Regions from separate parts of the Macaca fascicularis genome. Here region 2 is linked to region 1. Evidence: chromatin contacts called from public Hi-C data. All regions are on one chromosome and are shown on one strand. The core of a region is the stretch at or near the end of the contact, and the rest is flanking DNA. Distances in the headings are between cores, read along the strand shown. Region 1 overlaps LOC101867430 (microtubule actin crosslinking factor 1). Region 2 holds the start of LOC101867430 (microtubule actin crosslinking factor 1).

Region 1 (6,757 bases), core at 1,850-4,349:
ACTGCTTAAGAGCAAGAAGTGGGGGGCATACCAGAAAGGGCAAAACTGGGCCCAATAAATTATGAATACTCCCAAAATATAAACATTTCTTCTGGTAATGCATCCTTTTTGACCATAAAAACATACAACCGAGAACAAGTGCCTGGAAAACCATTCATCTTACGGCAGAAATAACTCAAAATGCTCTTCTAGAGAGACCCAGTAGGTAACATACACTAACAAGGGTGTCGAACCACATTTAACAGTGAACTTCCAAATCTACCTGGGAATTTAAAAGAAAAAAATGTCTCCAAGAACACAAGTTTTGCTTTTTCTTGGAGCTGGAAGGAAGCTAGTTTATTAATTCAGAAATTACACTGCTTGGCTGGGAGCAGTGGCTCACCCCTGTAATCCCAGTGCTTTGAGAAGCTGAGGCAGGAGGACTGCCTGAGGACAGGAGTTCAAGACCACTCTGGGCAACATAGCAAGACCCCATCTCTCCAAAACATAATAACACTGAGTCAGGCACAGTGGTTACACACCTGTAGTTCTAGCTACTTGGGAGGCTGACGCAGGAGAATTACTCCAGCCCAGGAATTTCAGGCCACAGTGAGCTATGATCACACCACTGCACTCTAGCCTAGACAGCAGAGAAAGACAATAGAGAGGGGAGGGGAGGGCAGGGCAGGGAGAAAGGAATTCCACTTTTGGCTGGGTGTGGTGGCTCACGCCTGTAATCCCAGCACATTAAGAGGCTGAGGTGGGTGGATCACCTAAGGTCAGGAGTTCAAGACCAGCCTGGCCACCAATCTCTACTAAAAAATACAACAATTAGCCGGGTATGATGGCATGTGCCTATAGTCCCAGCTACCTGGGAGGCTGAGTCAGAAGAATCTCTTGAGTCCGGGAGGTGGAGGCTGTAGTGAGCCAAGATCGCACCACTGTACTCCAGCCTGGGAAACAGAACAAGACTCTGTCTCAAAAAAAAAAAAAAAAAAAAGAAAAGAAAAGAAATTCCACTTCTGGAAATCCCTCCAGATACGGATTCTGCCCAGCATCTAAACTCTAGATGGCCTTCTTATCAAGCTCAGCAATTGAAGGTCTTACCCTTAAGAAAGAAAAGGGAAAGTAACACTAAGGAGGAGGGGCAGAAAATAAAGTGAGAGATGTTCCAGTACAGCACTTAGAAAACTCACTCTTGTCCAGGTGCGGTGGCTCACGCCTGTAATCCCAGCACTTTGGGAGGATGAGGTGAGTGGATCACCTGAGGTCAGGAGTTTGAGAGCAGCCTGACCAATATGGTGAAACCCCATCTCTATTAAAAATACAGAATTCCCCGGGCATGCCTGTAATCCCAGCTACTTGAGAGGCTGAGGCAAGAGAATCACCTGAACCCAGAAGGCGGAGGTTGCAGTGAGCTGAGATCACGCCATTGCACCCCAGCCTGGGCAACAAAAATGAAACTCTGTCTCAAAAAAAAAAGAAAACAGAAAACTCACTCTTAAACCCAAGTGCCTCTCTCTCTCTCTCTCTCTCTCTCTCTCTCTCTCTCTGACCAGGGCTGTAAATATAATTTGTGAGCCAAACCTATATTCAAATTCTAATTTCACAATCTCTAGTTGTATATCTCTAAATGAATTACTTAATCTCTTTAATCCATAGTTATTTCGTGTCAAATGGGGATAATAAAATTACCTCTTCACAGTGTTATAGTGAGGATTAAGTGAGAAAATGCATAATATATTTGGCACACAGTAAGCATTAACTATTTAGAAAGCATTAAACATCGACTCATTAATGCCAACTCTTTTTATTATGATTACTATACAAGAGAATCTGCCTCCTAGCAGGGCATCAAGTCATCTTCAGTGGTGAACGCAAGAAGGTAAGTGAAAGTAACATGCGTGGTATTGAACAGCTCTAAGACACCAACCAGCTCAATGACTAAATCAAATTAGGCTTCAACAGCATTGCTTCAAAAAGGGAAAGGACAAGAATATCTAGTCAACTCAACAGCCATATTACCATTTTAAGTAATCCCTGTCTCTGGAATTTCGACCCTTTTCCCCAGTAAAATAGTATCTATCTAGTAAGCTTTTTCCAGGAAACTCTGGTAGCCAACATCTTAAAGAAATAGAGAAAAAAATGATATGAAGAAAAGAAGCCATGTCTATGGGCACTATTCCAGAATCTTGCTCAGGATTGTTATTTTTGTCCAGAAATATATATATATATATATTTTTTTTTTTTTTTTTTGGAGACGGAATTTCACTCTTGTTGCCCAGATTAGAGTGCAATGGCGTAATCTTGGTTCACTGCAACCTCTGCCTCCCGGGTTCAAGCGAATCTCCTGCCTCAGCCTCCCAAGTAGCTGGGATTACAGGTGTGCACCACCACGCCTGTCTAATTTTTTGCATTTTTGGTAGAGACAGGGTTTCACCATGTTGGCCAGGCTGGTCTCGAACTCCTGACCTCAGATGATATCCATCCACCTCAGCCTCCCAAAGTGCAGGGGTTACAGACATGAGCCACTGTGCTTCGCCCATAAAGTTCTTAATACAAGTTCATGCCTTTTGTTTCTGCTCTAATATATATTAAAAAAAAAAAAAAAGATAGTACTGAATGTACAAAGATGTCACAACAGACAAGGAATCCGGCTCATCTATCATTAGATTAGTGAGTTTCTCTTATTGACAGCCTAACCCTCAGTGACCCCTACTGGACAAAGATAGATAGACACAGAAGACTGAGTTTAAACAACAAAGAAAACCCTGTGTTGCTTTTATTCTAATAAAATTCTCACATATGGAACTTTCATTATACAAGTACAAGCTTGTATCAAAATCTATATACACCTGTAACATAGAAGGCAACAATGCTATGTCCAGTCAGCTCATTCCTTTCATGGGAAACATTATCACCATAAAGTTGGTTGGCTTCAACTGCCTCAACAGGATCGCCAGTATTTATGGTTTTGTGATGAGTCCTTATAGAGAAAATAGCAGACAGAGAAGGAGCAGTCACTGGCACACAACTCCTACCCTCAGTACCTTGCAATTTTTCCATTCCCCGAGGTGACTCACTCTTAACACAGCCCAGACTACTTGCCAGCAGTCAGGGCCACTGTGTGTGCCTGGTGAGTAATGCTTCCCCAGCGTGCATCCTCCCAGCTGCCTCTGACTGAACAAGTCATAAAAGGAGATCTGGGTAACCGTTTTAAGTTTTTTGTTTTTTTTCTGTTTTTGAGACAGAGTTTTGCTCTGTCGCCCAGGCTGGTGTGCAGTGGTGAGATATCGGCTCACTGCAGCCTCCACTTCCCAGGTTCAAGCAATTATTGTGCCTCAGCCTCCTGAGTAGCTGGAATTACAGGCATACACCACCACACCCAGCTAATTTTTGTATTTTTAATATAAACGGAGTTTCACCATGTTGGCCAGGCTGGTCTCAAACTCCTGGACTCAAGTGATCCACCTGCTTCGGCCTCCCAAAGTGCTGGGAGCCACCATGCCTGGCCCAGTTTTAAGAACACATGTCCCATCCCGAACACAAGGATAGTTCCTCTCAGCTCCCTGCAGGGACTCAGAGTTGTAATGAATTCCCTCTAATGGCAGCCAGGTGGCAATGCAGAAACGGGCAAAGGCAGAAAAGCCAATGAGTATGATAAACCCTTACTCTCTAAAATCCGGGGACCACAGCTTCTACTTTGGATAAAACAAAAAGTAATGGGCATGAAGCAGAGCCATCTGCTATCACACAGCATCACACTGTGCGGCACAGCCCTGATGAAAAGCCCAATCTCAGATGGAGGAGGCAGCCTCTTAAGTATCTGTCCATCCACCCTTAGGTGCCCCAAGTAGTGGATGAGGAAAATGACAGCATCTGGTTTTTTGATTAGTGACTGGCACATTAAACAAAAAATGGACAACAGTTGTAGTTAAACTTTCTCCAAGTAGATGTTCCTGGAGTATCTAATCCTTCAGACATGAATCTATGGAGTTAGTGCAAACATTCTGGAAATAGCTGCCAAGAGCTAGATAAGTGAGAGAAGTGGAGGAAGGTCTTTGACACAGACAATTTACTTCAAAGCTATCTTAAGCAATAATAATCCCTGATAAACTGTCAAAAAAAAAAAAAAAAAAAAAAGAATCACCCCAAATACATCATATCCTGTGACTTTTTAAAATTTTCTTAAAATCAGAGCACCTTCAATACAGTTGCCTAAATTTTTTCCCTACCTGTAATCCTTGGGTCTCTGATGCTCATATATGCCTGGGAAGAAAACTATTATCCAGCTCAGTTTTTGTTGTTGTTGTTTTGGTTTTTTGGTTTTCTTTGTTTTTTGTTTTTGTTTTTTTTTTTTTTGAGACAGACTCTCACTCTGTTACCCAGGCTGGAGTGCAGTGGTGCAATCTCAGCTCACTGCAAACTTCACCTCCCAGGTTCAAGCGATTCTCGTGCCTCAGCCTCCCAAGCAGCTGGGATTACAGGCATACCACCACGCTCGGCTAATTTTTGTATTTTTAGTAGAGCTGGGGTTCTGCCATGTTGGCCAAGCCAGTCTCGAACTCCTGGCCTCAAGTGATCCACCCGCATCAGCCTCCCAAAGTGCTGGAATTACAGGCCACCATACCGCCTCCAGCTTAGTTTTTGACAAAATCCAGAATATTCAAGATCCTGATTTTTATCAAAAAGAGGGAGAGAAAGAAAGAAAGAGAAAAAGAGAAACAGCACAAGGCAGTGGCTCATGCCTGTAATCCCAGTACTTTGGGAGGCTGAGAGGGCAGATTTCTTGAGCCCAGGAGTTCGAGACCACCTTGGGCAAAATGGCAAAACTCTGTTGTTATGAAAAAATACAAAAAGTTAGCTGGGTGTGGGGATGCACACCTGTAGTCCCAGCTACTCACGCCACTACACTTCAACCTGGGTGACAAAGCAAGATCTGTCCAAAAATAAATAAACGAAAATAAAAAATAAATAAATAAAACACAAAGAAAAGGAGAAAGAAAAGGAAAAGAGAAAGGAAGAGAGGGGAGAGGAGGGAACAAGAAAGAGAGAAAGAAGAGAGGCAGGGAAGGAGAGAGAAAAGAAATTACCTATGGCATACCTAATTACTAAAATCAAAAAGATATTTACAAAAATTTTCAACAAGAATGAAACAAAAAGTGCTCTCTGGATAACCTTTGATAAACCAGAACATCTGAATAAGCACAATCAGATTTTATCATGCATTTAGACATTACAGAACTAGAGACGATTATAGGTCCAGTTCTGTTCTTGGCTTATTAAATGACTTCAGGATCATTACACTGGATCTGTTTACTCATTCATAAAATGAATTGACATTCTAGAACTCTAAATTCTTTTCCAGCTCTAAAATTCTGTGGTTCTGTGAAATATTTAGTTGCCTAGGTACTATGTTGATTGTTATCCATAACAAAAAAGTTACAAAGCCAGTCTTAAGCTACTATCCTTTAAAAGCTTACAATCTAACTGAAGAAATATGTATACAGATAATCTTAACATAAAGCAGTACAGGCTGTGTCATGAGGAGGGCAAGACTATAAGAACTCAGTGAATGGAACTTCAGAAATTCAGTCAATGAAACGGTCATTTCCTGTTGGGGAAGTCAAAAAAAGGCTTCCATAGATAAGAAATATAACCTGGGACTAGAAGAATGTGTAGGATTTCAACAGTCTGAAATAGGAAGAGTAAACACTCCAGGAGGAGAGATAGCATGAGGAAGAGAATGAAAAAAAGAAAGTACAAGTGACACTAGAATGAATCACAGGGTTTGTGTATTTGGGTTGGGATTTGGGGAGGCTCAGAGAGAGGTAAGTAAATTGGGAAGATTAACTTCTGCCAACTTTAGGGTGTCCATCACAAATTTAATAAGCACATTTAGCTCCCTTTCAGAAACCTCAGAAAAGTGACAGTAAGAGAATTAAAATGGCACAAACCCACAGAAAATAAGAATAAGAAATAGCAACAAAAGTTTGATACACTGGAGTGTGGATAAACAAATGGTAGAAAACTTAAATGTCAGCTTTCTCTCTCTCTGCTAAGTGCCTGCAGGAAATGGGCAACAATAAGAAACAAGGTAAATTGTGCTGCAGAACCTCAGAAAGGCTCAAAAATTGGAAGCACCTGGAACCTCTGAAGCCTTGGTAGGAGGAGGCATGCTGCAGAGTAAGGTTAAAAGCAAGATCGGTTGAAAGTCTTCAGGCCCGTGTGAGGTCAGGAGCCAGGTGCCTCAGTGAAAACAGGGATATTAAATGAAATCTGACAATGGGCCGGGCACAGTGGCTCACGCCTGTAATCCTAACACTTTGGGAAGCCAAAGTGGGTGGATCGCCTGAGCTCAAGACTTTGAGACCAGCCTGGCCAACATGGTGAAACCCCACCTCTACTAAAAATACAAAATTAACTGGGCGTGGTGGCATGGACCTGTAATCCTAGTACTTTGGGAGGCTGAAGTGGGTGGATCACCTAAGCTCAGGAATTCAAGACCAGCCTGGCCAACATGGTGAAACTCACCTCTACTAAAAATACAAAATTAGCCGGGCGTGGTGGCACACGCCTGTAATCCCAGCTACTCGGGAGGCTGTGGCAGGAGAATCGCTTGAACCTGGGAGGCAGAGGTTGCACTCCAGCTTGAGTGACAGGGTAAGACTCCATCTCAATCAATCAATCAATCAATCAACTTTGACAATGAACGATAAGGCCCTTCCACACTGGCCCATTGCTCCACTTGGCCCAGAGCTCTAGCTGCCAGAATTGG
Region 2 (6,757 bases), core at 2,878-5,377, 92 kb after region 1:
ACAAAGCAACCATCTGATTAGTAACTCAACTTCATAAGCACTTTGGTACTAGAAGAGGGTGCCACGGAGACCAATATAAATATTCTAACCACTGGACAGGTGTTCTCTTATTATGAATTAATAAAATTGGCATCCTAAGTGTTGGTTTTTTTATTTTTTGAGACTGAGTTTCGCTCTTGTCATCTAGGCTGGAGTGCAATGGCGCCATCTTGGCTCACTGCAACCTCTGCCTCCTAGGTTCAAGTGGTTCTCCTACCTCAGCCTCCCGAGTAGCTGGGATTACAAGCACACGCCACCACACCCGGCCAATTTTTGTATTTTTAGTAGAGACAGGGTTTCACCATGTTGGCCAGGCTGGTCTGGAACTCCTGACCTCAGGTGATCTGCCTACCTCAGCCTCCCAAAGTGTTGGGATTACAGGCGAGAGCCACCGTGCCCAGCCTTTGTTCCTTTTCCAAAACCTTCAATGTCTCCCTCACTGCCCATGGATTAAAGTCAAAAAAGAATCTTTACAAGCTAGACCTTGGATTATTTACAGTATCATGTGCTCCCACCAAAACTCTAGCCCTTTAGTGGCACCCAACTACTCTCACTCCTTAAGTCCTTCCATTCACTATCACACCTGCATACCTTTGCATGTGCTATTTACTTCCTCTGCCTTCTCCCCAGCCCACCCTCTCTTCTATCGAGCTAAATCCTATTCATCCTTAAAAGCCTCGCTGGCTGGGCATGGTGGCTCAGGTCTGCAATCCCAACACTTTGGGAGGCTGAGGCAGGTGGATCACCTGACGTCAGGAGTTCGAGACTAGCCTGGCCAACATGGTGAAACCTTGTCTCTACTAAAAATAAGCCGGGTGTGGTGGCGGGCGCCTGTAATCCCAGCTACTATGGAGGCTGACGCAGGAGAATCACTTTAACCCGGGAGGTGGAGGCTGCAGTGAGCCGAGATCTCACCACTGCCCTCCAGCCTGGGCGGCAGAGTGAGATTCCATCTCAAAACAAAATCAAAAACAAAAAAACAAAAAACAAAAACCCTCTCATGTCACCTCCTTTGTCAAATCTCCCAGGTAAACCCAAATAGGGTTTCAGCCTTCCTCTTGCTTCCATAGTATCTCTGTTCTAGCACTTATCACAGTATCATAACTACTTGTTTGCGAGTACCTTTCCCTTACCAGATGTGAATAACCAAGGGCAAAAACCAGATCTCATTCAGAATTCTGGCATCTAACATTGTGTCACCTCCAAGACAGATTTTAATGGCTGTCAGCGAATTGGGGAAATGAAGGATATACCCTGGTTCTCTTGGTTGCTGCCCACTCTGAAATGTTAGAATCCAGCGTTATTATCTAATGCCTCCTGTTTACTGGCCAGCTATCTGAAAGAACCTTTGGGACATTTAGGAAATAAGGGAGAGCATTTATTTCCATGCTGAATCATCTAATCCTGCCAAGACCATGCTCACTGCCACCACACAGAAAAAAAAAATAGTTGCCAAGCACAGTTCTGGAAAACCCATACTTGACTACCATTCCTAATACAGCTGCACTACATACACACAGCTCTGCTTCCCTCACACTCCAAATACATTACTGCCCTTCTCACCTTGGCCCTTGGGGCAGTTTAGGCAGCTGAAAATTTTAGCTCTCCTTCTGCATATAAAAATCCTGCTTCAGTCTGTAGAATGAATTAACAGCAGCAGAGAGAGATCCAAGTAATGTGGGGACCAGCCAATAAGGGTCTAGAACACCCCATCATCATCAGTATTTCCCTCTCTCTTTCCAAAACCAATACTTGGCATGATCTTCACAAACTCCTTCCCCTGGTCACTCTATAGATTCCAGTTCACTCCTCTGCTTAGACAAACTGTTCTCCTATTAAGGTAGTACGGGGATTTCTAAGTCTGAAAAATGCAGGAATTCCATAAGCAAAGTAACAAAGGCCCGGATGCTAAGCCACTCTGACTTCCCAGTGAGAATGGTGCAGTGAGGGGAAGAGAGATCATTCTGCACGGATCACAAGAGCAGACTGCACGACCACCTTATACAACTCGAGTTACTTTACTTTAGGCAACCATTTTTAACTCATTCCTCCCCTCAAGAAAGAGACCTGTATCTGGGAAGGATTAAGTTCCTACACACCTGATCAAGGTCCTTCAGAGGAAAGCCAAACTGAGTGAGACAGCTAAAAAAAAACTGAACAAAAGAGGTCTCTCCTGGAACAAGGCCTACTGCCTCCTTCTTTCCCAGCCTCATTTGCTAGGAGTCCAACTTCCTTTCCGCTGGGGGTCACCAGCACTACCATCCAGTGAGGTGCTGAGATTTCTTCACCTATTTTGGGCCTTAATTCTGCTCGTTTGAAGCTGTCACAGCCCGAGACGGTCCTAATGTATCTCCTCTCTCTGAAGAGAGCAGTGTTACTCAAAAGCCTGCAAAGGAAACTTAATGGAACCATTCACTGAGCAGCATTTTTTCAATGAAGTTCAGCAGCACAATCTAACCTCTTTGTGCTCTGAAATGAACCACATTTCTTAAAAGAAAGACCACAGGGGGTTGACAGAAAACTTGCTGCAGGCAGGAAAAGCTGGACAGTTTACAGGAGCTGATGCAGAGGGAACAAGTAGAAACCCTAGTAGGTCCTTTTTCGCATTTCATCTCTATTTTTTTTCCTGCTGCATTCCCAAGCAGAGTTCCAATGCCACAAGAAAAAAAAAAAAAAGGGAGGGGGGGCGCCTTACAGCTTCTTCATTAGTTTCCCTTCACTGGGTAGGTGCTGTAAACAAGTATGCTGGGCTCAGTCATAGGGGCTGAAGTTTTCTCTCCTTCAGATAAAAAGAAACTAAGGGCCTAGTCACAAGGGCCCGAGCTAAATAAAATGGGGAAAAGTGCTGCCTGTGTCGTTTCTGGGAAAATCTCCCCGTCTGTGGATAGGATAACTGCCACCCAAAGCAAAATCCCAGAACTGGATGTTAAAGATCAAGGCAAGGGCCTCCCAAGGCCACGCATCCCTGGCTGCCACTCAGGGGCACCTACAGCAGTTAGGGAAATGCAGTTCACAGGCCCTCTGCCTGTCAAAACTTTCTCCCCACACACCCAAGGCGCAGATTAGGCATTAACTTGCACAAGTGTCTCGCAAGAGAGCCTTCAGGGCTGAAATCCGAGCTCCAAGGCAAATCTTTATGTTGGAGGAAAAAAACAAATAGACCCCTGCCTCCAGCAGGCCCAGACCCCCGGGGAGATGGGGGTCGGGGAAAGCCTCGCCACCAAATCCTGCACACTCACCCACACCGCTGCCCACCCCACCCCGAAGACACCAAGGTGCTTCCCAACCTCAGCTTCCACGCGACTCATCCGAGACTCAGGGAGACAAAAGGGGGCGAAGGAGAGACTCTCCGCGGGCACACAGAGGTCCGAGCGCCTCTGGGAGGAAGCTCGCACCCAGAGCAGATCGGGTGGTTTCTCCCGCGCCCAACTCCTCCTCCTCCTCCTCCCCAGCAACTCCCCACGGCGGCCGGTCTCCGGGCCAGCGCCTTGTCTCGCCTCCTTCCAGCTGGGGCCGGATAATAGGGCAAATCATGTAACTGGCGCTCTGAGCGCGCCGACTGCCCCGGGAGCGGGTTCCGAAGGCTCATCTCAACTCTGTAAATAAACTGGCCCCGAGAAGCAGCAGCTCAGGGCCAAGCCCCGCGCGGTGGGTGCGACCCCGCCCGGCCGCCCCACCTGCAGCGGCCGAGCCGACCGGTACCGAAGGCCACGCCGCGCCGGCCCGCGGGCCTCAGCGCCGGCCAGTCCCCGGCCCTACCTTTGTAGCGCTCCAGCACATCCTCGTACGCCTGCACGAACTCCTTCTCCTGGCTGCGGTTGGCCGGCTGCTGACCCGGCACGTAGCCGGCCATGGCCGCCCGCACCGCGTTCTCCCCGAGCCCCGGGGGCTGCCGGTTCCAGGCCCGCGCGCTGAGGCGGCGGCGGCGGCGGCGGCCCCAGCCTCTGCCCTTTGTGCGTATCAGAGGCGGCGACGGCGCCCTTGCTCTCCGCTGTCCGCCCGCCTCGCCCGGCCCGGCAGTCGCGCTTCGCTCCTCAGTCCGCTCGCACCCGGCCCGCTCGCGCTCCGCCGGTCCCGGCTAGCGTTTCCGCCTCCCCACCCCTCGGCTCCGCTCCTCCCTCAGCCCGCCCCGGCGCGGCGGCGGCGGCGGCGGCGGGCGGCGGCAGCGGCTCCTCCTGTCAGGAGCGCCAGGCCCGGCCCGTTCCCCGCCCCCTCTCCCCGCCGCCTCCGGGGCCCGGCGAGTCCTCGGCCCCAGGCTGCGGCCGGCTGGGCCCGGGCTGCCCACACGGGTCCCTCAGGGGCTGCCGACCCCCGCCCGGCCCGGACTGGGGCCCGAGCCGAGGGGCGCGAGAGGCCGGCCCACGCGGGAGTCCGGCTGGGTAAGAGGCCCGCGCGTCAGAATGAAAGGCTAGGCCGGCCGAACGGCAGGGAGACCCGGGCCGGCTCCACAGAGCGGGCGGGAGCCCCAGTCAACGCTGACTTACGCCGCCGGGAGCGGGACAAAGGAGGGAGCCCCCTGGCTGGATAGAAACCCAGCGGGGCCTGTGCGGCTGCTGGAGAAGGACCTGGAGAAGCTGAAGGGAAAGTAGAGGGCAAAAGACCACAATGCCTCAGATCCCAGGGCTAGACGCGGTCAGAACCAGGACAAGGGCAAGATCCAGACAGGGCTGCAGTGTGGGCCCGGAGGACACTGAGCCCACAAAGAATCCCGGGAACAAAGGGTTTTCCAGAAACAGAAGAAGCTGAACGAGAAGTGACGGGGCAGATCCAGCACCATGAAGTAAACCAGGCCAAGGAGCCAGAACCTGAGAAATGACAACCCAGGGAGGCACGAAAACAGGATTCTGACTGCACCATGGGGTGAATAAGAGGAGAGACTGGGAGACATAAATCTGTGGGGGATAGACCCTCCAGGATTATTAAACTGTGACAGCCATCTGAACAGAGAGACAGAGATCAAAAGGGAGAAATGTGGGAACCTGAGACGGAACCAGGACTGTTAGGGAACAAAGAAAGGGCTCTGGAGCATAGCTGGTCAGGGAAGAAAAGGGGAAGCCAATTATTCTTTGTCATCAGGGGAAAGGAAAGAGTAAAGAAAGGAAACTGGAAAATATGGGTAGGGATTTATTGGGGCCCATTTTGAGGACAGAGCTCCCAACATCATTTGATCCAACATTCAGTTGTGTATCATTCAATCCCAATATTCATGGAGTGCGCCAGAGCCATGAGCAGTGAATGAAGAACTCTGGTCAATGTAGGTGACACGTTGTGCCCTCCACCCCCATTCAGCCTTTATCCTCCCCTGTTAACTTGATTTCTCAGGAGGTCTGGAGAGGTGGTTGTGGGTAAGAAGTTACACTGGCTGATCTCACAATAAGGGCAAATTAGCAAGTAAAAAAAGAATTCATGCAACACTGAGCAGCCAAAATTGGGACTTAGGCTTCCATTCCAGTTCCCATTCTCAAGAGTTTGAAGGAGAAACTTCTTAACCCCAGGCTAGGGAAGGTGTCTTTGTACCTCGTGAGTAGTGCCAAGTATTTTGGTCAATGCTCAGCACATTCATAACAAGAAAAAAAAAAAAAAAAGACGCTTTTCGCTAATAGGTGCACGCTGGTTGTTTCCACACCACACCCTGATCAGAAATCAGGTGAGCAAGTCATTAATCATATCTTTTCCCATCAAGTGTTGCTGGCCTGCCCAAGTTGTGGGCATGAAGATCATGCAGGGAAGGGCCTGAAAGAGGACAGGGAGGATCCTTAGACAAATGCTCATTTCCTTCCAGTTTAATCCTCCGTGCTAAAAACAAACAAACAAAAAGAACTAGTTATCAGTTTGGTGTCAGCTGCTAATGAGCTCAGTTTACAAAAAGAAGGAGAATAAGTTTGAAGTATATATGTTTTTCAGTAAAAGGCTTTTAGTGGAAAAAGCAGGATGAGTTGCTGGTTGATGGCACAAGCACATTTTTCGTAAACAGCAGAGAATATAGAAATGCTAACTCTGGGGATCTTGACTGTGTCAGTGCTGAGTCATCTGCATTTCCCATATTATTTTATGCCAGCAGGGCTAAGAAGGCCCAGACAGAAATCACGCATACAAACACCTCCACACAGACATCTCGCCCCCACACAGACATCTGCCTCCTTATGTCCATTACAGTACATAGAAAAGTCCCTCCATTCCCTCCTGGGGCTGCTACATGCGCCACTTTGTGAGCAGGTTCTTCAAGATGTGTCACTGATGCTTGCCAAAGGTGAAGAAAGAACAGGGGCAAAAAGGGGAAGAGTCTGCCGTGAGAATCAGAGAAGACCTGGGGGGGTTGCGGGGAGAAGGCAAGGGGTTGAGATTCCTTTTAAGAAACACAGAAATCAAAGAAGAAACTTCTGCTTTGGGTTGTGGCTAGAGGGCTTCTCTAAGACTCAAATTGCTTTCTTGACAAAATTTGCATTTAAATGCTCCCAGGAGATTTTGAAATAATGCATTCTTCTAATGAATGGAAAGCGGGGAAGTCCACATGTTTGGCTGATGTTCCTGTTTTATACAGAGAAAATTTTACAAGGCTAGAGGAACAAAGCCGGCTGACAGGGGGGATGGGAAGAAGGAAGTCTACGAAGGGGAGGTTTTTCGCTTCTTTCAAGCAACAGTCTAAATTTATAGCCAGACCACACAGTCGCAAAAGCTCTGAGCCTTTCTCCTTTTGGTCTTTGATTTTCTTTTGCTC

Evidence for each region. A called contact is a pair of places that touch in the nucleus more often than the background predicts.
Region 2: a Hi-C map of liver shows a contact between it and region 1, with 2.9 times the contacts expected there. The contact joins the promoter of LOC101867430 here to the enhancer-like site in region 1. A contact is called at or near these places in 2 of 2 Hi-C or Micro-C datasets (liver and skeletal muscle).

Annotation. Positions count from the first base shown.
Region 1 is chr1:195,709,377-195,716,133 of T2T-MFA8v1.1, forward strand. The region is part of intron 1 of LOC101867430 (microtubule actin crosslinking factor 1); the gene reads right to left. Among named protein-coding and RNA genes, the nearest start is that of NDUFS5, 180 kb to the right of the region's middle. Within about 2 kb of position 3,100, at least 3 of the 6 cell types and tissues checked have an H3K27ac peak or open chromatin away from gene starts, as enhancers often do.
Region 2 is chr1:195,800,670-195,807,426 of T2T-MFA8v1.1, forward strand. LOC101867430 (microtubule actin crosslinking factor 1) reads right to left here and starts at 4,128. Exons shown (of 100, transcript XM_074011478.1): 1 at 3,799-4,128. The coding sequence starts at 3,892. LOC135968272 reads right to left here. Exons shown (of 4, transcript XM_065534077.2): 4 at 5,145-5,835. The coding sequence ends at 5,699.